Linked DNA regions of Hordeum vulgare: region 2 is linked to region 1. The links are chromatin contacts, called in public Hi-C maps. All regions are on one chromosome and are shown on one strand. The core of a region is the stretch at or near the end of the contact, and the rest is flanking DNA. Distances in the headings are between cores, read along the strand shown. Region 1 overlaps LOC123404678 (CCAAT/enhancer-binding protein zeta). Region 2 holds the start of LOC123406089 (acetylajmalan esterase-like).

Region 1 (4,669 bases), core at 1,345-3,844:
ATATGTTCCTGAAGGTGGAGTTATAGTGGCAATAATATCACGGGTGGATACAACGACTGATGCCATAAATCAACATACAATAAATAATATCACCTAACATGTACTTATTGTATTTAGAAATGTCAACCATGCTTACTTGAAGATGCTAATGCATTTATTTAATTTACTTCTAGGAGTAAGTGGCATCTATGAATAAATGATTTGTTTGAGAACAAACATCGCCAAGGTGATCCGTGGTGAACTTGGGTGTATCCTTCAGTTCAACACATGTGATGAAATTATTGCTAATGTTTTGGAATTCATTCTTGAGGAAGTGTGTGACTTTAGAGTCACTGCCAAAACGTACAGACTTGCATGTTTAACATTGGTTAGTCACTATGAAACTATAACCACGATGTGGTGTGGACCTTGCGAAAGTGTTGAGACACTCAATCATTGCCATGTGTTTTACCAATGTAATAGAAGGTAATCATACGTATATGCAAATATTTCCTTAGTTTGCTATTACATATTCAAGCAAAGTGTGCAAGAACAATATTTACTATGAGAGTAAAATATTTTAGTGAACAACAACAAAAAATGTTTCGGAGGAGCAAATACTAGTACAGCTGACGCCTTATAGACATATGTTACCTCTATGGGTGAACCAGAGATAATTAATTTACCTACAGTAAATTTAAGACCATCATGGTTGATGTTGTAATGAATTTAGTAAAATTAATGGGTATTTCAAGAACTTATCTTGAAACCATTAATGTGAATCTCAAATTGCTAAATATGGTACCTTCAAGATAATCTCCAAAATGGAGTAGATCTCGCGGCACTAGGGAGTATAATCTGATGAAGTCACTAGACTCACTCGTAGTGCCTTATGTCATGACTTAGTAAAATGTGTGGGACAGCACTTTGTAAAACAATCATAATGTCAAGACGACAAAATGTAGGCTTTATCAATAATCATTGATAATCTGCATGGGCGGTAGATCCATATGACTACCTTGTGATCCCAAGCATCAATTTGAAAAATAACACTTCAAAATTTGCATATTTATTTGCAAGAAATTGAAAATCTCAATTGCAAATAGACGTATTGATCTTGACATGCGTTGAACATGGAAATAAATACATTTCGAAATACATCGTACTCAACAGAGAAACAGTACCGTAGAAGTACTGAATTTATCTTCGCAAGACATTAAAAATCTCTATTGCAAATGGACAAAATTAATCTCAACACGTGATAAACATGAAAATATATTTCATCAACTTAAGATCTGGAATACAACTCGGTACTCAACAGAAATACACTACTATTGTAATGAATAGTAATGATGTTGAAAACTTGATGCTCAAGTGAAAACTTAAATTGTATAGACCTCAAATTAAATGAGATGATCTTGTATCAAATTGCAAGATAATTCAGCAGAGTGAATTAATGTTTTGCGAGAGAAAATTGATCTCAATCGCAGTGAGATTGTTTTCGAAAAAAGAAAACAAATTCAATCGCAAATCAATATTGTTTTGCGAGAAAACTTAATCTCAATCGCAAATCAATATTGTTTTGCGAGAAAACTTAATCTCAATCGCGGAAAACATGTGCTAGAAAATTTGATATGTGGTAAACACATTGAACATGTCAAGTATCAATGTACAAATATTTCTGGAATTTTAAAACTCAACAGAAAACAGTACTAAAATTATGGACTATTTTAGCAGATCTAAAACAAAAGTAAATTACTGCTAGAAGTGTTGTTAGGAGATTAATTGCTAATCTGCTAAACAAAGATGCAAATAAGCAAATAAAACAGGCGTTGCGGCCTGCATAAAGTACCAGCCACAAGCAAATTTGCCACGTGAAGGCAGCCCATCCAGGCCAACGCGAGCAGATAAGGAAGAGGGACCAGAGGAAATATCCACCACCGCTTTCGTTCCCAAATCGCACCGAGACGGGCGGAGACTCCCACGGCTAGTTGGCCACTTCACCGGCGGAGAGGTGAGCCCCCTCCGTGCTCGTCATCTTCCTTGGGAGAGGAACCACCAAGGAGCCCGTGGCTGGAAGCCACGCTGATGAAGGCGCCGTTTGCGGCACCGTTCATGAGATCGAGCGCCGCGTCCGAGCGCGGGCGAGCGCAACCATGGCCTGGTGTGGGCTCGAGCGGGCGTGGGCGTGGCGTGGCCTGGCGCGGGCGGCGGTCAGGGGGAGGGGCGCGGGCGCGGCCCGGCACAGGCGGAGGGGCGCGGGGCACGGCCGAGCGGACGGGCGCGGCTCGGCACAGGCTGAGGGGCGCGGGGCGCGGCCGAGCGGACGGGTGTGGCCCGGCACAGGCGGCGGCCACGCAAACGGGCGCGGGGTATGGGCGGGCGCCACAGCCACGGCGTTCAATGTCAGGCCGAACCACCAAAGGACGCTGCGTGCTCCTCCCTAGGAGTCGCGTCGGGCGTTGCCACACTTTCATCGACCGCCTTCGTCGTCGCGTGGATGTAGAAGATGCGGGTGCGCCGCTGTCGAGGAACCGCTGTGGGCTCCATCGCGAGCCGTGATGGGGAGGGCGTCGGCCACTACTGTCTGCGTCCGGGAGAAGGAGAACGAGAGGGCGAGACCAAACCATGCGCTGGAGGGCGCCAGGTCGAGCACTGGCACCTGGGCTCCAGCGCCGCTTCGCATGTGGTTGGTCATCGGCGACGAGAACGACATCCGTAACTGTCTGGATGGACTGATCTCTCTTGTGGCCTTCTGCTCTCGGTAGAGACACGTGACTGATAACGTATTAAACGGAAACGAGATTGAATGAAAGTGAATGGACAATTAGTCTTGTTTCTATTGATTCTCAAGTATACATACATCTGAAAAAGGTGCGAAGAATAGGTGTATGTTCGAAGACATCCCTTCAGAACAGGTGCGTATTGACAATAGAGAGAGAGGAGACACGATTGTTCGGAGTTGGACACATCCCTTGAGTTAATGTACTGACTAATTTCTAACAGGCATGCAGATCCTACCCCAAGCGACCTTGCATTAGCCACTGTGGCAAAATTCCTGGCCTTTCCAAAGCCATGCACGCCTAATCTTGTCGATTTGCCAGCTCACCCACCTCGGCATCTCATGCGCCGACATCTAGTGCACCGTGAACGCTGAGAACACCCAGTTGAGGAGGACCAGCCTGCGTGCGGTAGCAAGCAATTTGAACTTCCAACACGCCAACCTTGCCAAGATTTTTTCAATAAGCGGTTGCATATCACTCTTGCGCAGCTTGTGGAGGGAGAGCGGGAGACCGAGAAATCTACATGGAAAGGTTGTGCATATGGCCCCCAGGGGTCCGACCACGTCGTGTAAGCAGAAGATGTCGTCATTGATGGCCAACATCGTACTCTTGGTGAAATTTACTTTGAGTCCCGTAGCGTCCGCGAATGCTCGAAGGATTGATCGCAGCGTTAGCATTTCCTGTCTCATTGGGTTGAGAAAGACTGCGACATCATTAGCGTACAAACAAGTGCTTCTAGTCAATTCTCACTTGTGGGCGTTGATGTTGGTCTTCTAGTGGACCACTATTTTCCACCACCATCCCTCGTGGTGAGGATGTGTAGCACCGCGCGGCCGTTCAAGTCAATGTTGTCGATTCCCATATCTTCCGAGAGAAGCTCCTCAACCTGTACACACCGCTAACAATAGCTACTTTGTCGTGTCCAAGTTCTCTCACATGCTAATCACAACATCAATTGGTGGCTTGAGATTAAAATGAGCATCAAATACACTTACACTGGTAATGTTTCAAACAATATGGGCACTGTCCCCATGTGAAAAATACAATCCATTGATAAACATTTTGCGTTTGCATTGGGCGTCCTGCTCTATTAGATAGTGGCCTCTAACGTGCAGTGTGACGTGTGGCACGTTGGCTGGTGATTGTTCAGTTTACGTAGGTGCCTTGTGACGTGTGGCACGTTGATTGGTGATTGTTTAATTTATGCATAGGTGTCTTGTACTTCACCTTCCTCGTGCTGCCGTAAAAACATTGTTTGCTAATATTCCATGGGTTTCCAAGTATAAATAACGGTTTGCTAAAGCACATATCATTGATTTTACTTGAAGATTCATACAGATATTTTCTTTTTCCTTTTTCTGTTTTCTTCTTATGTTGATTGAGTCATTTAGATGTGCAATACTTAAGACACATCTAGACAAACTCAATAATAATCTGTGTCTTACAGATCTCGAAATTAGGGATATCCATTTTCTCCATGCTGTGGACGTTCTCATGAAAAAGTAATAAATTTAGGTGGATAATAGCTTCAGGAACCCAGTTTACATAATTTAGGAAAAAAAATTGTTTGCAACATACAAAAAATGTCAAAATTAGACGCCTAGACAAGATAACTGATCGCGTAATTCTCCGAGCCTGATCACACGCCGTTCTTTCTTCCTGCAAGAGCCAGCGCGTCCCCACGGGCAAAAGGATGGGCAGAGAGGAACTGGTGGCGGCGAGTGCCAGAAGGTAGACCAACATGTTATAGCCGCTTGCACTATGAGAAGATCCACTTGTGTCTTCCAAATCTATCGCAACAAACATTTTCCAACATGGTATAATCTCATCCTCATTCAGATCTCTTGGACTTCCTCTTTCGTGATCCCGACTGTTTTTGTCCTCTTTCCTTACGGCCCACATTGTCC
Region 2 (4,630 bases), core at 1,761-4,260, 560 kb before region 1:
ATGATCTCATGGTCATAGGAACAAATACTTGACACACAGAAAACAGTAGCAACAAAATGACACGATCAATATGCTACGTCTATTAGTTTGGGTCTAGTCCATCACATGATTCTCCTAATGATGTGGTCCCCTTATCAAGTGACAACACTTGCCTATGGTCAGGAAACCTTGACCATCTTTGATCAACGAGCTAGGCAACTAGAGGCTTACTAGGGACAGTGTTTTGTCTATGTATCCACACATGCACTGTGTTTCCAATCAATACAATTATAGCATGGATAATAAACGATTATCATGAACTAAGAAATATAATAATAACTAATTTATTATTGCCTCTAGGGCATATTTTCAACAAGCCTAACCCTAGCCTAACCCTAAAACAACCATAATGCAAACATCCAAACAACCCTAATCATAACACCATCATACCCCTTATCATAACATACAAACAAATACAACAATATTATATACATCCCACATTTCATGAAAAACTAGGGTTTCCTCAAATTTGCAAAAAAAAAAGACCACAAGATATTTTTCTTTGGATGAGAATGAGGGGAGAGGTGGGGATTACCTTAGGGGAGTGATTGGACAACAAATGTCCGGTCCAAACCTTCAGATTTGGTGATTTGGAGAAGGATTTGAAGAGGGGCCCGTGGCTGGGAGAGGGGGCTGGGGGAGGGGAATGAGGAGGGGGTGGGGAGGGGGTGGGGAGGGGGGCTGGCCCGTGCCTGTTTAAGTCAATGTGTGGCGCCTAAGCGTTCGGCGCCACACATTACAATGTGTGACCCCTGAGGCTTAGGCGTCACACGGCCTGGGGGTGGGCCCTCTCTGCCAGGTGGTCGGGGGGGGGGTGTGTGTGACGCCGAACGGCTAGGCGTCACACAGTGTAGTGTGGCGCCTAGGTGTTGGGCGCCACACAAAAGGGTCAGCCGGGTGACATATTTTTCCCGAGGGGTCACTCCGTGAGTTCTTCCCCTCGGGGGTCATTTTTGTTAATTTTGCCTACAAGGCAACGTAGTTTTTCTTATAGTGTTTGTCCTCAGATAAAGAATGAAACTACCACCTATTCACCTGAATGGCCTCAGATACACAATGGCCTCGGATACTTACGAATTCGGGTTCTCATATGCACAGTCAGATGTTATTTCTTTTATTCATGTGCCGCCACAAAAGTTCATACATCAACACCAAACTACCGTCCACACTCCACAAGACCCGAAAAGGAAAAGAAAATACAAATGGCGGGGCGAACACTTGGAAAGTAGTGTCGAAACTCGACAACCAACCACATGCTATCCATCTACACGCGCGGGAAATTCACCGGCGCAGGAGACGCGAGGCCTCGGCGGTAGAGCAGCTCGCTCATGACCTTGTATGCATGCTGCGTCAGGTGGACGCCGTCCCAGCTAAGGTACTCTTCCGGCCTCGCGCACACCGCCGTCCCCGGCGCGCCGCAGATCCTGTCCATGTCGAAGTTGTACGCGCCGCCGCCAACGCCGCAGCACGCCTTGGTCGCGGCCGCCGCGTCGAATCCCATCTTGGACGCGCCCCTGAGCATCTGCACGTAGGCTGAGAAGTAGTCGGCGTAGGCGATGGTCGCGGACGGGTAGATCTTGCGCAGCTCCCGGATGCCCTGCAGCAGCAGCACGTTGTGCATCTGCGTGAAGAGGTTGAGCCCCATGAGGCAGCCGTTGCCGTCGTACGCCGCCGGGTCCGTCTCGTTCACGGCCTCGAGGTAGCTGGGCACGCAGCCAAGCGGGAAGTTGCCCGGGATCACCATCCGCGTGGCGCCCATGTCGAGCAGCTCCTTGGCTGCGGCCGTGATGGACTTGACGACCTGCGGGACGAGGACCAGCGACTCCACCGCGCCGGTTATCATGTGCCCGATGTTGTAGAGGCCGCCGTTGGGCTGAGGGCTGTTCATGGCGAAGGCGTAGTTGTAGTCGTTCCCGCCGATCTCTCCGACCAAGACCAGTGAGCTCGCCAGCTTGTCGCGCATCTCCGAAGGGGTTTTGGTGGTGCTGGCCATGAAGTCCTTGAAGCGTTGGAGCTGGACAGAGAGGGAGCTGTTGGTGTGGGTCATGTGGAGCCCTATCCTGGCGAGGTCCGCCGTGTCGAGGGCGGTGGCGCCCGTGACGGCGAAGTTGACGCCGTGCGTGAAGTCGGCGCCCCTGTCGAGGTACGGGCTCAGCAACGGCAGTCCAAGATCCTGGGCGAGGAAGTCGATCATGAGGTAGCCGTCAGAGCATCGCCCGGTGGCGCCGCCGATGGCGGAGCCGTAGGGGAGCTTCCCGGTGTGCTCCATCAGCCCGACGGCGCCTTCCCGGATGAAGTTCCCGGTGTCCGATATGGAGTCCCCAAAGTTGTATATCGCCGTGATGCCATCGACCATATTCGGCGCCGGAGAAGGTGGGACGGGCCTCCCGAGGCAGCCGACTACGAGGAGTAGCACCACCAGGTAGCGGAGAAGCACTGCCGATGCCATGGACTGTCACGCAAAGTTGCACGCTACTATACTACGGTACAGTGCTAGGTTGTCGGTCGTGTATTGGTAGCGATGGATACGCAGGTTTCGGTGCCGAAAAGATTGTGACCACAGCCCCCCTATTTATGGCGTCTAGCCGTTCCCGACTTTCATTTCCGCCAGGACAAAGTGACCACCGGTGCAGTTCACAAACGGATTCGAAGATAGATCTAGGATACCCGTATCTCTCCTTCTTTAAAGGGAAATGCTCTGTTCGGCCCGCCGCGCGGGCCGCCCGATCCGCCAGCTATACGCGGGTCACGTCGTTAGATCTTTGTGCAATAATTTTTTCTCAATGTAACAACTTTTATCTATGATGCAACAATTTCGTCAACGGTTGCAATAAAAAAATTGTAGCTAAAAAAATATCTACGTACTCGTAGCAAAAAGAAATTGATGATGAGCGGTAGTAAAACAAAAAATAAGGTTGTAGCAAAACAATCCGGTAAACTCGGGTTGCAACTCTGACGAACATGCAGTGAACGGTTGTAGCAAAAAATGATACCGGTTGTGACAAAAATTAACACGGTTGTAGAAAAAAAATTCAACGAACTCGAGTTGCAACCAAACGTGGATGCAACTTCTTTAATGAACAAGTTGCAACAAAATAGAAAATGCTTGTATCAAAGTTAACCGCGTTTGTAGCAAATCTACATTAAAAATGTTGCATATGTGGACGAGTGTATCAAATTTATACATGGTTGTAGTAAATCTGTAATAAACAATGTTGCATGGCTGCTGCCAGGCGCGCGAGCCGCGAGGTTCGGTTCGGCCGGCGCTCGGGCTGCAAGCATTTACCTTTAAAAAAAGACGTTCTTCGTCCAACATCCTCCTTTCCTCTTGTCATTTATTGACTTGCCAAACAAAGTTATGTTTTCTTTGACAAGATAGTACTACTATAGAATATCAAAAATAACTGATTATCAAATAGAATTCTAAAAAATATGTAGATAGGTAAATCATATGCATGAGTTGGTAAACAATTATTTAGATAATCATACTACTATGAGAAGTAACCATGGGTTAATATACTATAGAATATCTGAAAAGATAAATCCCGAACATCTTATTTTTGGCATTTGGGGCTGTCCTTCTAACTTTTGGATGATTTGCACGAATTTTGAAGCAAGTCTAGTCGTCATTGTAGTTTTTTACGAAGTTCGGGATAACAACCGAACCGAGCAAACAATTTGTGTAATGTATCGTCCCTCTCTTCGCTCAACGGCTTCTCTCCACACTCTTTTCCTCCCCATGTCCATGTCCCTTCTCACTCATCTTCCCTCCATCATCCCGATTGTCCCCGCATGGATCAGATTCTAACAAGCTCGACGGCCAGCCCAAACTCACTGTCGCTATCCGAGGGCCCTTAGTCCATGCCTCGGTGCGTGGTGCAGCGCAACCACCCCCGAAGAGACGTGCGCGAGCTCCGGGAGATTTTTACGGGACCTGCAACCACATGAGGAGCGGGAGTGTCAGCCCTCACCACTGCGACGCCAAACACCATGGCTAAGATTGCGGTGGCAGTTGTGTAAATGGCAATTCTCGAGCGACTCGATTTTGTTTCAGACGAAATGAAATAAGTGTGAGTATGGTCCTCGTGAGATTACGAAAACGGCATGACAATTTTGCCATTGCGACAGTCTTAAAACTCTTGCAATGTTTTGAAGCCATTTTTTGGCATATTACCGAATATCATAACAATACACACTTTGTTAAATATTTTTGGCATGATAACAATCTTTATACGTTTGCCGTGTCACCGGTAGAAAATTTGTCATATCACTAACCCAAAATTTCCCATGGCAAAATTTTCTATCTTACCAAAATATATTTTGCCATGGAAAAATCTTACAACATTTGCCGTGGTTTTTGAGCGGGTGCGATGGTTGCCTGCTTCGTCAAGATGCAAGGGCGCGTGCAGACCGTGCTCACCATCGTCCACGTGCGCTCGTCGACATGGAGGCTGATGGCGCGGTGGAGGCTCACCCTGGTTGATAACCCACAAGTATAGGAGATCACGAGAGTCTTCACAAGTAGTATTTCATCCTAATTTATTGATTCGACACAAGGAAAGCCAAAGAATATTGATAGGCCTCGATAGTT

The links. A called contact is a pair of places that touch in the nucleus more often than the background predicts.
Region 2: a contact with region 1 is called in a Hi-C map of leaf, with 4 times the contacts expected there. The contact joins the promoter of LOC123406089 here to the enhancer-like site in region 1. A contact is called at or near these places in 2 of 6 Hi-C or Micro-C datasets (leaf and seedling).

The regions. Positions count from the first base shown.
Region 1 is chr6H:333,553,221-333,557,889 of MorexV3_pseudomolecules_assembly, reverse strand. It overlaps LOC123404678 (CCAAT/enhancer-binding protein zeta), which reads right to left. Exons shown (of 16, transcript XM_045098615.1): 16 at 4,255-4,669. The coding sequence ends at 4,594. Among protein-coding and RNA genes, the nearest start is that of LOC123404678, 17 kb to the right of the region's middle. Within about 2 kb of position 2,594, at least 3 of the 3 cell types and tissues checked have open chromatin away from gene starts, as enhancers often do. A contact at or near this core is called in leaf and seedling, where this site is marked.
Region 2 is chr6H:334,109,427-334,114,056 of MorexV3_pseudomolecules_assembly, reverse strand. LOC123406089 (acetylajmalan esterase-like) reads right to left here and starts at 3,010. Exons shown (of 1, transcript XM_045099580.1): 1 at 1,131-3,010. The coding sequence starts at 2,488. The coding sequence ends at 1,304.